Regions from separate parts of the Mus musculus genome. Here all the other regions are linked to region 4. Evidence: chromatin contacts called from public HiChIP or PLAC-seq and promoter capture Hi-C data. All regions are on one chromosome and are shown on one strand. Each heading gives the region's core, a stretch centred on a gene start, on an enhancer-like site or on the middle of the called end of the contact. The rest is flanking DNA. Distances are from core to core; before and after follow the strand shown.

Evidence for each region. HiChIP or PLAC-seq counts read pairs in DNA pulled down with a chosen protein or histone mark. Capture Hi-C pulls out chosen DNA fragments and counts their contacts.
Region 1: a promoter capture Hi-C map of adipose tissue shows a contact between it and region 4. The contact joins the promoter of Pycr1 here to the promoter of Faap100 in region 4. A contact is called at or near these places in 3 of 39 promoter capture datasets (cranial neural crest, embryonic stem cells and pre-B cells), 1 of 484 Hi-C or Micro-C datasets (embryonic stem cells) and 3 of 9 other capture datasets (adipose tissue, liver and pancreatic islet).
Region 2: an HNF4G HiChIP or PLAC-seq map of pancreatic cancer cells shows a contact between it and region 4. The contact joins the promoter of Rfng here to the promoter of Faap100 in region 4. A contact is called at or near these places in 9 of 39 promoter capture datasets (the C10 cell line, cranial neural crest, embryonic stem cells and 5 more) and 2 of 115 datasets of contacts at active chromatin or transcription factors (pancreatic cancer cells and stem cell-derived neural progenitor cells).
Region 3: a contact with region 4 is called in an HNF4G HiChIP or PLAC-seq map of pancreatic cancer cells. The contact joins the promoter of Baiap2 here to the promoter of Faap100 in region 4. A contact is called at or near these places in 4 of 39 promoter capture datasets (cranial neural crest, frontonasal cranial neural crest, liver and 1 more), 1 of 484 Hi-C or Micro-C datasets (embryonic stem cells) and 2 of 115 datasets of contacts at active chromatin or transcription factors (memory CD8 T cells and pancreatic cancer cells).

What each region holds. Positions count from the first base shown.
Region 1 is chr11:120,642,421-120,645,120 of GRCm38.p6, forward strand. It overlaps Pycr1 (pyrroline-5-carboxylate reductase 1), which reads right to left and starts at 1,328. Exons shown (of 8, transcript NM_001348222.2): 1 at 1,260-1,328; 2 at 739-867; 3 at 472-542. The coding sequence starts at 805.
Region 2 is chr11:120,782,874-120,785,573 of GRCm38.p6, forward strand. Rfng (RFNG O-fucosylpeptide 3-beta-N-acetylglucosaminyltransferase) reads right to left here and starts at 1,331. Exons shown (of 8, transcript NM_009053.2): 1 at 1,020-1,331; 2 at 862-910; 3 at 395-497; 4 at 134-287. The coding sequence starts at 1,289. Gps1 (G protein pathway suppressor 1) reads left to right here and starts at 1,627. Exons shown (of 14, transcript NM_145370.3): 1 at 1,627-1,852; 2 at 2,248-2,340. The coding sequence starts at 1,703.
Region 3 is chr11:119,941,773-119,944,472 of GRCm38.p6, forward strand. Baiap2 (brain-specific angiogenesis inhibitor 1-associated protein 2) reads left to right here and starts at 1,320. Exons shown (of 14, transcript NM_130862.4): 1 at 1,320-1,476. The coding sequence starts at 1,423. Gm11767 (a long non-coding RNA gene) reads right to left here and starts at 1,322. Exons shown (of 5, transcript XR_001780400.2): 1 at 810-1,322.
Region 4 is chr11:120,377,349-120,380,048 of GRCm38.p6, forward strand. Faap100 (Fanconi anemia core complex associated protein 100) reads right to left here and starts at 1,398. Exons shown (of 10, transcript NM_027980.2): 1 at 1,194-1,398; 2 at 980-1,098; 3 at 1-313. The coding sequence starts at 1,358. It overlaps Nploc4 (NPL4 homolog, ubiquitin recognition factor), which reads right to left. Exons shown (of 17, transcript NM_001195023.1): 17 at 2,450-2,700.

The DNA.
Region 1 (2,700 bases), core at 78-2,577, 270 kb after region 4:
GGAATAGGTCCCCTTTGAAGTAGAAAAGGGACATCACAGACTTCTAAACCACAGCCCAGCCCAGCCCAGCCCACCTCGGGCAGCAGTCTCTGCAGCTGCCTGCCTTCCAGATGTGGGTGGTGGTCTCAAGCTGGGAGCCTGGCCCCCCATCCCCCAATCCTTAGCCTGAAAATCCTGGCTGAGCCATACCAAACAGAAACTGTGTCATCCATCATCATCACCCTAGCCAACTGTTTGATCTCCATGCTGCCTGGCCTTCCGGAGGCCTCCATAACCCCCATCTAGGTAACCCCATTCCAGACTAGCACTCTCTCCTACCAGCTGTATTCACGACAGGGCAGGGGAGCAGTACCTGCGGGTTCCCAATGGCAGATTTGTGTCTCCTACTGGAGTCAGGTGTGCAGCAAAACTAACCCTAGACCCAACTCTAAAGAGCTTCAGGCTTTCAATCTGCTTTCACCTGGCACCTACCCGGAGGGCCGAGACCGTAGCTTGGTCCATGTCTGGGGAGCTGGCCATTATCTTGTGTGCAGCCAGAACACCTGTAGGGGACAGAATTCCTCCCTCAAAGCTAGTTCTAGCCTCTCAGCTCCTATGAGGGAGACAGCTGAAGCATCCTTCACCTCCTTTAGGGAAGCAACCCCAAACATATGGCAGCTGTCATTTCCCAAAGGACTGAGGCCACTAACACAGACACTCCACGCTAGCACCCTCCCTGGCAGCAGCAGAATTTACTACCTGCAGCTGTGAAGCCCTTGGCTAGAGCAAAGGCTAGCTGCCCTGCCCCGATGAAGCCTACGCTCATGTCTGGAGGTCCACGACCCACAACTTTCACAGCTGACGCCGGCTCTGTAGGGCAGCAGAGAACTGTACCGACAGGACGGAAAGAGAGACGTCGGGTGGGTAATACCAAGTCTGGCCGTTCCTAGCAGCCAGGTGCTCCCCAACCCCCACCCCAGCCTGCTTAATTTCTATGTTGCTCCTCGGCTGGCCGGGTTGGGAAGTTGTCCCAGGTACCCCGACACCCCGTACCACTACCACCCGCCGCCCAGAGCCAGGATGCCTGGTCTGCAGCTGAAGGTTCTGAGCCTTCTGCAAAGGGCTCAGGGAGCCAAAAGGAAAGAGATTGATTGAAGGGGAGGGTCAGGAATCCAGCGAACCCTCAACATCCAAGTCTCCAGCTTATTTCCCAGAAGCCCCAGCCCCTAAGCCTTCATTCCAGGAGTTCCATCCCCGAAGCCCCAAGTCCCGCTACCCACAGCGTGGATATTCGGGTACACACACAACAGACAGCCCAGCCCTTCTTGCATTCGCCACGCGGCACCCGCGCCCACCGGCCCCGCCCTCACTTCATTTCAGCCAATGAGCTGTGCGCCCTGTGAGAGAGCTAGCCAATCCAGAGCTGCAGCTGGAGCCTTGTGCATTGCATCATACACAGGGCAGGGACAGACGCTCCTCCTTGCTCCCTCCCTGAGGTGAGCAGTAGTTGCGAATACAAGTCAGTATTCACAAAAGCCACGGGTCCCTCCTCTGTTGTCTTTTTGCAAGTGTTGTTTTTGTTTTTGAAAGCTAGGTACCTTCTGCAGCCACAGGCCCGTTAACTTCCCAAACCACCTCCATCCTACAGTACCTCAGCTCTCCAACTAAGGGTTTTAGAGATATTGTACTCTGGGCATCCGCAACCTCTTAGAGGAGTTTCAGGCCCATCTGCTGGTCTTGAAGCTGCAGAGCAGTCTGAGTTCACACTCTGCTAAAGTACATTTGATTCCAGTGCCTACCCCTCACCTTCCCACCTCACCCCACTCCCCAACTCCCTTAGAGGTGGCTTGCTTATTTTTTTTTTTTTCTGTTTTGTTTGTTTCCTTAGATAAAGACAAGTTGCTTTAGAAAAGTAAATTTTAAATCACTAGGAAGTTTCCAGCCTGCAAGATTTGGGGAAGGAATTTCCATCCCTTCTTCTTGGCCCTAATGACCACCACCCAAACGAGGAGACTGCTCTGTGGTGATAGTGTTCACTGTGTGGATGGCTAGTTCAATACTCAACCTCTAAAAAGAGAAGAGCTGGAGAAGAAGAGCTGTGCCAAGTTGACAGCTCAAGTCTATGCACAAAGCCTAGAAGTTCAGTTTCCCAAACTCAGCTCCCAACTTGAGATGCTTCCCAGGACTAGAGAGAATCCTCAGTGCTTAAGAGCATGTTATTCTTGCAGAGGCCCTGGAATCTGTTCCCAGTACCCACATGGCAGCTAACTATCCAGAATTCCTCTCTAGGGATCTAACACTGCCTCTGAACCCCTCAGTCACCAGGTATGCAAAGGTGAGCATGCGTACATGCAAGCAAAACACTTAAAATAAACTAAATTTTTTAAATGTATGCTTTTCTCCAAGTGATAATAAACATCACTCCTAAAACAAAGAAAGACAGTTCTGTCATCTAGGGAGCCCCAGAAACCTTCTCCCATTTTCTTCTTGAGTCTTAGCTCTCACTTCCCCTGCCTTCTCTAGCACCTCTGAAATTTAGGTTGGATGTGATGCTGAGGGCAGAAAGCTACTGAACAGTGAGGATGCTGGGGACTTAGCGAACATGCTAGAGTTCAGAGTTTTGGCTGGTAACAGAATAAAAGGGACACCCCTCAAAAAAATCAGTCAAAACTCGGTGAGGTATAATACATCAGTAATCCCACCTCTGGGGAAGTCGAAGCA
Region 2 (2,700 bases), core at 81-2,580, 410 kb after region 4:
TCTCTATCACTGCGCCTGATTGGCCCGTTCCATGGAAGCCAGGGTAGTTGGCCCATGCCTGCCTTAGGGTTTTCTCACTCTTCAGTGCTCCTTGGGTCAGCCCCAGGGAGGAGCATGTTAGCCCAGCACTCACGGTGCCACCGCCTTGGACCCTCTCTGTGGCTTCGATGGGGTGGTCCAGGCTAGGTCGCCCCAGGTAGATGTCCTGGTTGGAAGAGAAGGTGGAAAGCAGGTGCAGCAGGCTTTTGGGGTTCACGTAGTTGTCATCATCCACGTGGCAGAACCATCTGAAGGTGGAGGGAGAGGTCTATGCACTGAGGCCCCCCCCCCCCCAGTTTGGGTGGGAGCCTCCACATCGTTCAGTCCTGGTTCTCTGACAGGTGAGGTTACTTACTTTCGTCCAGATTCTAGGAACTTATCATATTCCACCGACATTTTGCAGCACAGTGCTTGGCGGGTGCGCACAGCAGAGCAATTGGTGTTGATCATGCGGCCGCCTGCACGGGACATACGGGAATATACGTGAGTGGTGAGTGTTGACTTCTAGCTTGCCTCCTCAGGTTTAGGCCTGTCCAGCCACTGAGCACAGCCCTCATTCTGAAGCAGATGACAGTTGCTTAGAACAGCACAGGTGGGACAGGACAAGACTTGGCAGGCTGAGCCTTCCTCGGGGAATCTGGGTGACATTAGCCATGCGTGGCACCCTGTCGGGAACTGGGGGCAGGGTGGGGATCTGGGTTAGGGTTAGGGTGGATGGGTGTCCTGGCTCTGCCCTCCACTAGCTGTGTGACAGTAGGCAAGTGCCCGACGCAGGAATGAATGGCCCTGGTAGCTACAACTCAGGCCAGGGGAGCATCTCACCTGCCAGCATCTGGAGCTCAGGGTCGTCTCCATCGGTGAAAATGAACGTCTGTGGGAGAAAACGCCGTGAGTGGGTCGGGGAGTCGGTGCAGAGCCCGGGGACCAGGGGCGCCAGCCTGGAATCCAGGACCCTGCGCGGCGGGGGACGGGACGCGCACCTGCCGTGGGGCTCGTGAGATCCAGGTACGCAGCAGCAGCCGCAGGCGCGGGCCGTGGTTCTTCCGAGTGGTCTTGACTGCAATGAAGACGTCGTCGGGTTGCAGGCGGTCTCCCTCGAGGGTCAGGCTCCGGGTCGGGACCCGATCGGGGTCCGGTGCGGGCGCGCGAGGCAGCGGCAGCGGTAGCGGCAGCGGCAGTAGCAGCAACACAGCCAGGACCGCGGCCAGCGCGAGGCAGGCCCGGCACAACACCCGCCGCGCACGGCTCATGCGATCGCCCCGGCCCGGGCGCTGGGCGCCCGCCTGCGACCGCGGCGGCCCCTTTAAGAGTGACAGCACCCCGCCCCAAGCCCTGACCCGGAACTGACGGACGCGCCGCCCCGGAAGCGAACGTCGCCGCGGCGCCGGGGGTGGAAGATGCCGCTGCCGGTTCAGGTGTTTAACTTGCAGGTAGGGCTTGGTGGCTGCGCTCGCCGCGTGGCCGTTCGGTCCGGAGCGGGCCTGGTGGGCGGGGCCGGCGGCAGGCAGGGCGGGGCGGGGCGGGGCCGGCGGCTCTGGCCTGGGCGCGCGAGCGTCGCCTGCCTCGCGGGCCGCCCTGGGCCCCGGCCCCCGCCCCGCCCCCGCCTCGCGCGCCAACGCTTTCCGTGCGGTGCCGGCCTCGCAGAGAGGCGCGTCAGGCCAACATGCGGGGCAGCCCGGCGCCCAGCTCGGCCTCGTCGTCGGCCTCCGACCTGAGCCGCAGCCCTGCGCACAGCAGGTCCGACTTGCGGCCCGGCACGGCGGGCGACTACAGCCTGAGCGCCAGCCTGTCGGCCTGCACGTTGCTTTCCGAGGTACGGCTGCGCGCCCGCCCGGGAGCGGCTCTCCCGACGGCGCTTGAGGCCCTGGGCCCTGGAGTCCGGGATGCGCCGACCCCTTCCGCGGCGTGGCCAGTCTGCTCTGGCTCTTTGGATTGATGAAAATAGGGTGACAATCTGTTTGGATCTCTGTGGCCTGGAGGGAGATGGGTCGGGATGGCGGCCCGGAACGCTTGATGGTTCCCGCAGTCAGTCTCAAGAGTTGTGCGCAGGACCTGGGTGGGAGAGCTGAGGGCGCTTGGCTGCCAGCACCTGTGGGGGCCCAGTGCAGTTCTGCCTTGGAAAATCGAGGGCAGAAGCGACCGTGGGGGACAGGAACATCCTCTGCTGTCCCTGGTGCCCTGTGTCAAGCTGCTCTTCGTGTATTGCAGGGGGCCGTGGAACCCATGCAGATTGATGTCGATCCGCAGGAAGATCCGCAGAACGCACCTGATGTCAACTATGTGGTGGAGAATCCCACCCTGGTATGAATCCCACGTGGCGGGGGACTCCTGGTGACTTGGACATGTTGAGGGGTCCAACTCAGACTCCCGCTATGGTGTATATCCTAGGACAGCTGATGCTTTTTAGCAACTACTTTAGACACATCCCTCTAAGCCAGGAAACTGGGTTTTCATTTGCCCACCTGTGTTGGGTTCTCAGGTAGTGCTAAGACCCTGCACCTGCTTCTCCATAGGGCACAGCCCCATTGGGTCAGTGTGAAGCAAAGCTGTATTTGCCGCTGACACTTACCCTTTTCTTACCCCAGCATCCATCACTTGTTGAGTTTCCATTTCCCGGGGCAGAGCTTGAACCTGATGATCCTTAATCCACCCCTGTTGTCT
Region 3 (2,700 bases), core at 70-2,569, 440 kb before region 4:
GACAAGTCCTTATTTGACAGCCAGTTAGTTTAAGCTGGCTTTCTGTCACAAGAAGAACCCAAGAAAAGACAGATACACAGAGATGTACACAGAGATGTACATAGACGACAAGGAAACAGAGGACAGTGGGCTGAATTCCTTCTCCTTACACATGTAGCAAAGTGAATAGGGGCCGTCTGAGTCCCCTGCTGAGGCTTGACAGCCGCGCCTTGGATTTGTGTCCTCTGGGTTGTTGGAGTGGTGTAACCAGCTGTCCAGGAAATGGATGCTGGAGTGTTATGTTTAATTAAAAGGAAACATTCAGCTCTGGTGTTTTACAATGTAAAGCAAATAATTCCTCTCTGTTCGTCTAATTGATGTAAATATTTCTTCAAAGGGAACCGCGTTGGAACCCCGTGTGCCAACCTGGTCAGTTTTCTCAGCCAAGCCTTACCCTTCCTTAAACCATCAGCTACTGGGCAATTCCAAGCTGTGCTGAGAGGCTCCTCCCCCGGAGCTATCCACCCAACTCCCGCCCCCGCCCCAATTCCCTTCCGAACCACCCCATGGAACTCGCTCCACGTCTCCCTCGCTCCTCTCTTGGGTCCTCTTCCCGGAATTCTAGACCCAACTGTCGGCCGCCACCCTCCGTTCAGCACCAGTCCACCACAAGCACCCGCCCCAGGGCCCACCCTGTCCCGATCCTGCCTCCAGGGCTCAGGGTTCTCCCGCTAGAGTTCAGCACCTTCCTCCGTCTCCACCTACTCCGGCTCCGGGTTTCCTCCCTTCCGGAAGACCGTCCAGGGTCGACGCACGCCTCGCCGACTCACCTGCAATAGCGCGGGAGCCACCGGCCCCTGTCGCGCACTCCTGAGGGACCCTTGAGGGCCTGCAGCTCGGATCGCTGCCTCCCGAGTGCCGCCTCCACGCGCGCTCGCGCCGGTGCCACCCGCACCGCCCACACCCCGCGCTAGCTCTTCCTGCGCCACCCCGCCCCCGCTTTCCGCCCCCAGCCCGGCTGTCGCTCCGACCCCCTCAGGCAGCTCCAGGGCCTCAGCGCGCCGCGCCTCCGCCTCCCAGCGGCCGACCAATTGCCGCTCGGAGCCGGCCTCCGAGTCCCTCCTCTAGCTCCGCCCTTCGCCCCCGCCTCCGAAATCTACCAATAGAAAAGACGGCGCAGGAGCGGGCCTGGCGGTTGCCTAGCAGCGGCTAGGCTGGGCGGGGGCGGACAGCCGGGGGCGGTGATCCGGGCGCGGCGGGGGCGGGGCCCGGAGGCGGGGTTTTTGTGGGGTGGGGCCTTCAGCGGCTATAAAAGCAGCGGCCGCCGGGCGCCGCGCTCTGTGGTCCTGGTCTGCGCGCCTTTTCCTGTTGCTGCAGTTGTCGCTTTCCTCACCGCCACCCGTGCCCCTGCTCTGGTCTGTGGTGTAGCCGGGACCCAGGACCATGTCGCTTTCACGCTCGGAGGAGATGCACCGGCTCACGGAAAATGTCTACAAGGTGAGTTTCCAGCGCGGCTCCGAGTCGCCCCTAGGTCTTCAGGCCCGAGCAGGGCACCGGCTCCCGGACTGCGGGTGTGGTGGACCGATCTTCCGTTGGTCACAGGTGGCCGCGCCCGCCCAGGGTCCTTACGCCCGCCGCGGCCCGCGCCGTCCCCGAGCACGAGTGGACGCCCCCACCCCGACGGCGCCGCTCAGCCCCCGCGCGCTCCCTCAGTACGCCTGTCTGTCCTGGCGTCCGGAGGGACCGAGATGTTCAGGGCCTGGGCTGCTCTGCGATCTGGCCTGGTCCGCTGCATCCCAGAGTGAGGGGAACAAGGAGCGGGGGCGGCGTGGAGGTTGCAGGCTGCTGCGGGCGGTCGCCCTGCGCTTGCTTGGCGCGGTGGCACCGTGGGGCTCTTCTAGGTGCTGTTATGCCAGCCTCTGGGCACTTTCTCTTCAACAGGCTTTCCCTTTCCACAACTCCTTTACGAGTGTTAATGGACGTGGCCCAAAGTGGGAGGTCGAGCTCGGACAGGTTGGATGGGTGGACAGATAATCCATCATCTTATGTAACCGCAGAGGGAGAAGACTAATTGTGTAGGAGGCTGACGCGCCTGCTTTTGCTTCTGATATGTGTTAAGAGTCTCGCATTCACATACTAATCTGTGAAATGACAGTTTCTCATGGAAGAACTGCAGAGCCTTGTGCAAGCCCCCTGGTGTCATGTTATGTCCATGCTTTGGGTACAGATGGACGGGCCATTTCCTATTTCTTCACCATGGGTTCTCACAGCCCTGGCCCCTTACCCTCAACAGCACAGCCTGGGGCTCCCTGATGGCATCAGGTCCGCTGCAGTTCTCAGTGACATTTTTTTTTTCAAGAGAGAAATTCCTGCCCTGCCCTGTGCATGGCAGTCCTCTTTACAAAGCTGTGCTTTATTTCAAAACTGTCTTAAGGGTGAGTGAAAGGCTTTCCACCAGCCACTAGGTTTTCACATGGAGTTGCTGGTTCATGGCTAAATGGGATTGTGCTCTGCTCGAGAGCAACAGTTTCTGATTGTATGAACCAACCATGGTTGTGCCTTTCTAGGCAATGGCCTGTGAAACCCTCATAGCTGTGCTTGCTCTGTTGCCTACAGCAGATGGAAGCCTCCAGGGTGGCTGCTTAGGTTTCAGCTGGAGTCCCGGGGGCAGATTATACTTTAATTCATCATTTAATAAAGGCTTTAGAGTTGTAGTTACAT
Region 4 (2,700 bases), core at 148-2,647:
GAACACGCAGCACAGCACGGGCAGGAAGCGGGGGGCTGCAGGCTTCTCTGGCACCCCACCTGGTGGGGTGCAAGTGGACAACTCCACCTCACCAATCTGGCCTCTGGGCAGAGGCTCCTCCCCTGCACAGGGACGCTCAAACAGCTGCATCTTCCACTGGGTGGGGCCCTGTGCCAGGGTGACCAGCATATCATCCAGCACGGTGAAGGCACAGAGGGCAGCGTCAGGGAGGACACACGCATCCGGGTCCACATGGATCACAGGGTAGGGGGGAGCCGCTTCCTCTTTGTCCTCACAGGCCTGGCTCCCAGACCTTCAGGAACAATGGAAGCATAGTCAGTATTGGGTGGGGTAGACTCACACCGTGCTCAGCAGTAACCTGACTTGCTCTGAGTAGGCTAGGCAGGAGACATCACAGGCCATTCAGCAGGTAGGTCTCTCTCTCTCTCTCTCTCTCTCTCTCTCACACACACACACACACACACACACACACACACGCTTGACACAGGATCAGCCAGAAACATAGCTCTGCAGATCGAGGCAGCTTGGGAACTATTCCCAAGGCTGCCTGGGCTGTGCACGGTGAGTTCTTCCAGCACAAGCCAAGGGACACGAGCTTTTGCCACTCACTGCTTGCCAGAGACACCGTCTTCTGAGACCCACTTCCAAGAGGTCTTGCCAGGCACCGGAGGGCAGTGATAGCGGTGCTCCTGGTTGCAGACTTCACTACCTGAGCCTCAACAGCTAAGAACTTCACAAAAGCAGACACAACTGCCACGCCTGCATATGCACAGGTACTAGAGAGCGGGAATGGGCGGCCTAGACCGCAGTCCTCTGCTTCCTACCCCAGTGTGTTGTCAGTGGCCGTCAAAGGGACTACTACTGGGACAAACCTCTCACAACTAGGAGGACATGAAAGCCGGCCTCCCTGGGGACCCGACTTGTCACTGGCCGGCCGCGTGGGGCCACGCCCCCTCACCTGTCCAGCGAGTCCAACGACAGGCAGTAGATGCCAGTCCGGGCACACAGGACGTAGAGTGCCCTGCGGATGGCCAGGAGCTGCAGGTGCCATACCTGGTCGGGAAACTGGTACACCGCCTGGGCGCCAGGAGAGCGAGGTCAGGCGAGGGCACACGCGGCCCCGGCTCACCTCGGAACGGCGCCGCCCGCCCGCCCTCCCGCCCTCCGCTCACCGTCAGCAGCCCGCCCTCCTGGTCATACACATAGACGAACTCGCGTCCGGTGGACAGAAAGACCTCAGCCTCATGCCGCAGCACAAACGGCTTCCCCGCCGCTCGGCCTCCGAGCGGGCAGCAGAAGTCCGACAGGTAGTGCACGCGCGAGGAAGCGCCCGCCATCCTGCGGGCGCCGGGCCAGAGCTCAGCCCGGAGGGGCGGTGCCGCCTCCAGGCTTTACGGCCGCCCACGGCGCGGCGCGGCCTCCGCCGTAAAGCGGCCGCTGCGGAGGCGTGGCCGGAGCCTGCTGCAGGGGCGGGGACAGTTGCTCTACGGTCCGCTAGAGGGCGGGAACGCCCCCAAACACCGTGGCTTAGCAAAGAGCCACAACGGGAGGCACAAAGCCAGAGGGTAGCCAAATAATGCAGTCCTGCAAGTTCACTGGGGCCCGCGTCAGGGCCCTTGCCTCGGATCACCTACCTGTTGAGCAGAGGTTGCTCTGGTGCAAGGCTTGTATGCAGCACTTGCCCTGGCACCGTTTTGTGACAGCACTTGAGAGCACCACCCGTATAGCACGGGGTTTCAGGAGTAGGGTGGCACAGCACACCATTCAGTCCCTTGATAGGGAAAAAGGTGCTTCAGGCCAGCCATCCAGAAGAGCCTTTGCTCCACTCATGAACGCGGCAGGATGTGATTCTACAGCAGAGGATGCTGAAAACCCTAATGAGCTGGGTCTAAGGGAAACCACATTTTCTTCAATGACAGCTCTTCTTGGGGCTCCCTGAGGGAGCAGGCGGAGAATCCTACCCTGGAATGAGGCTCCAAGTACAAGATGAAATACTACTCTTCCAGAGCACTCATCAGAAACTAGACACCACTGCCTATGCTTCTGAAGTGGCAGCTACTCGGAGGGCTGAAGGCAGGAATACTTGAGTTCGGAGCCAGCGCAGGCAACCTTGACTCTTAAAAGAACGTTCATCTGAAAATTACAGCGGACAAATCTACAAAGGTGTGTGGGGTCACAACCAGGCACAAAACGTCCTGTGAACTTAGAGAGCATAGTGTAACCCTAGTGTAGATGTCAGAACAACATCCTGGGGCTGGAGAGACGGCTCAGCCGTAAGAGCACACGCTGTACTTGCAGAAGACCCAAGTTTGATTCCCAGCATCCACATAGGGAAGCTCACAACCCCCAACAGCTCCAGGGGCTCCTACATCTTTTACTAAGGTATTTATGTGTACAAAAGCATACGATTAAATAAATAAAAGCTGTGTGGTGGTATACACCTTTAATCCCAGCACTCAGGAGGCAGAGGCAGGTGGATCTGAGTTCAAGGCCAGGCTGGTCTACAAAGCTAGTTCTACAACAGCAACGCTTATGAAAACAAAACAAAACAAAAAACAAAAAGCTCTGTCTGGAACTGGACACCCCCCAGCCCCAAATATTTATTTCTTAGGCTTTATAGTTGTAGCCTGTCTGTGCTTCCAGAGTACTGGGAATAAAGGCACAGACCACTATGCCCAG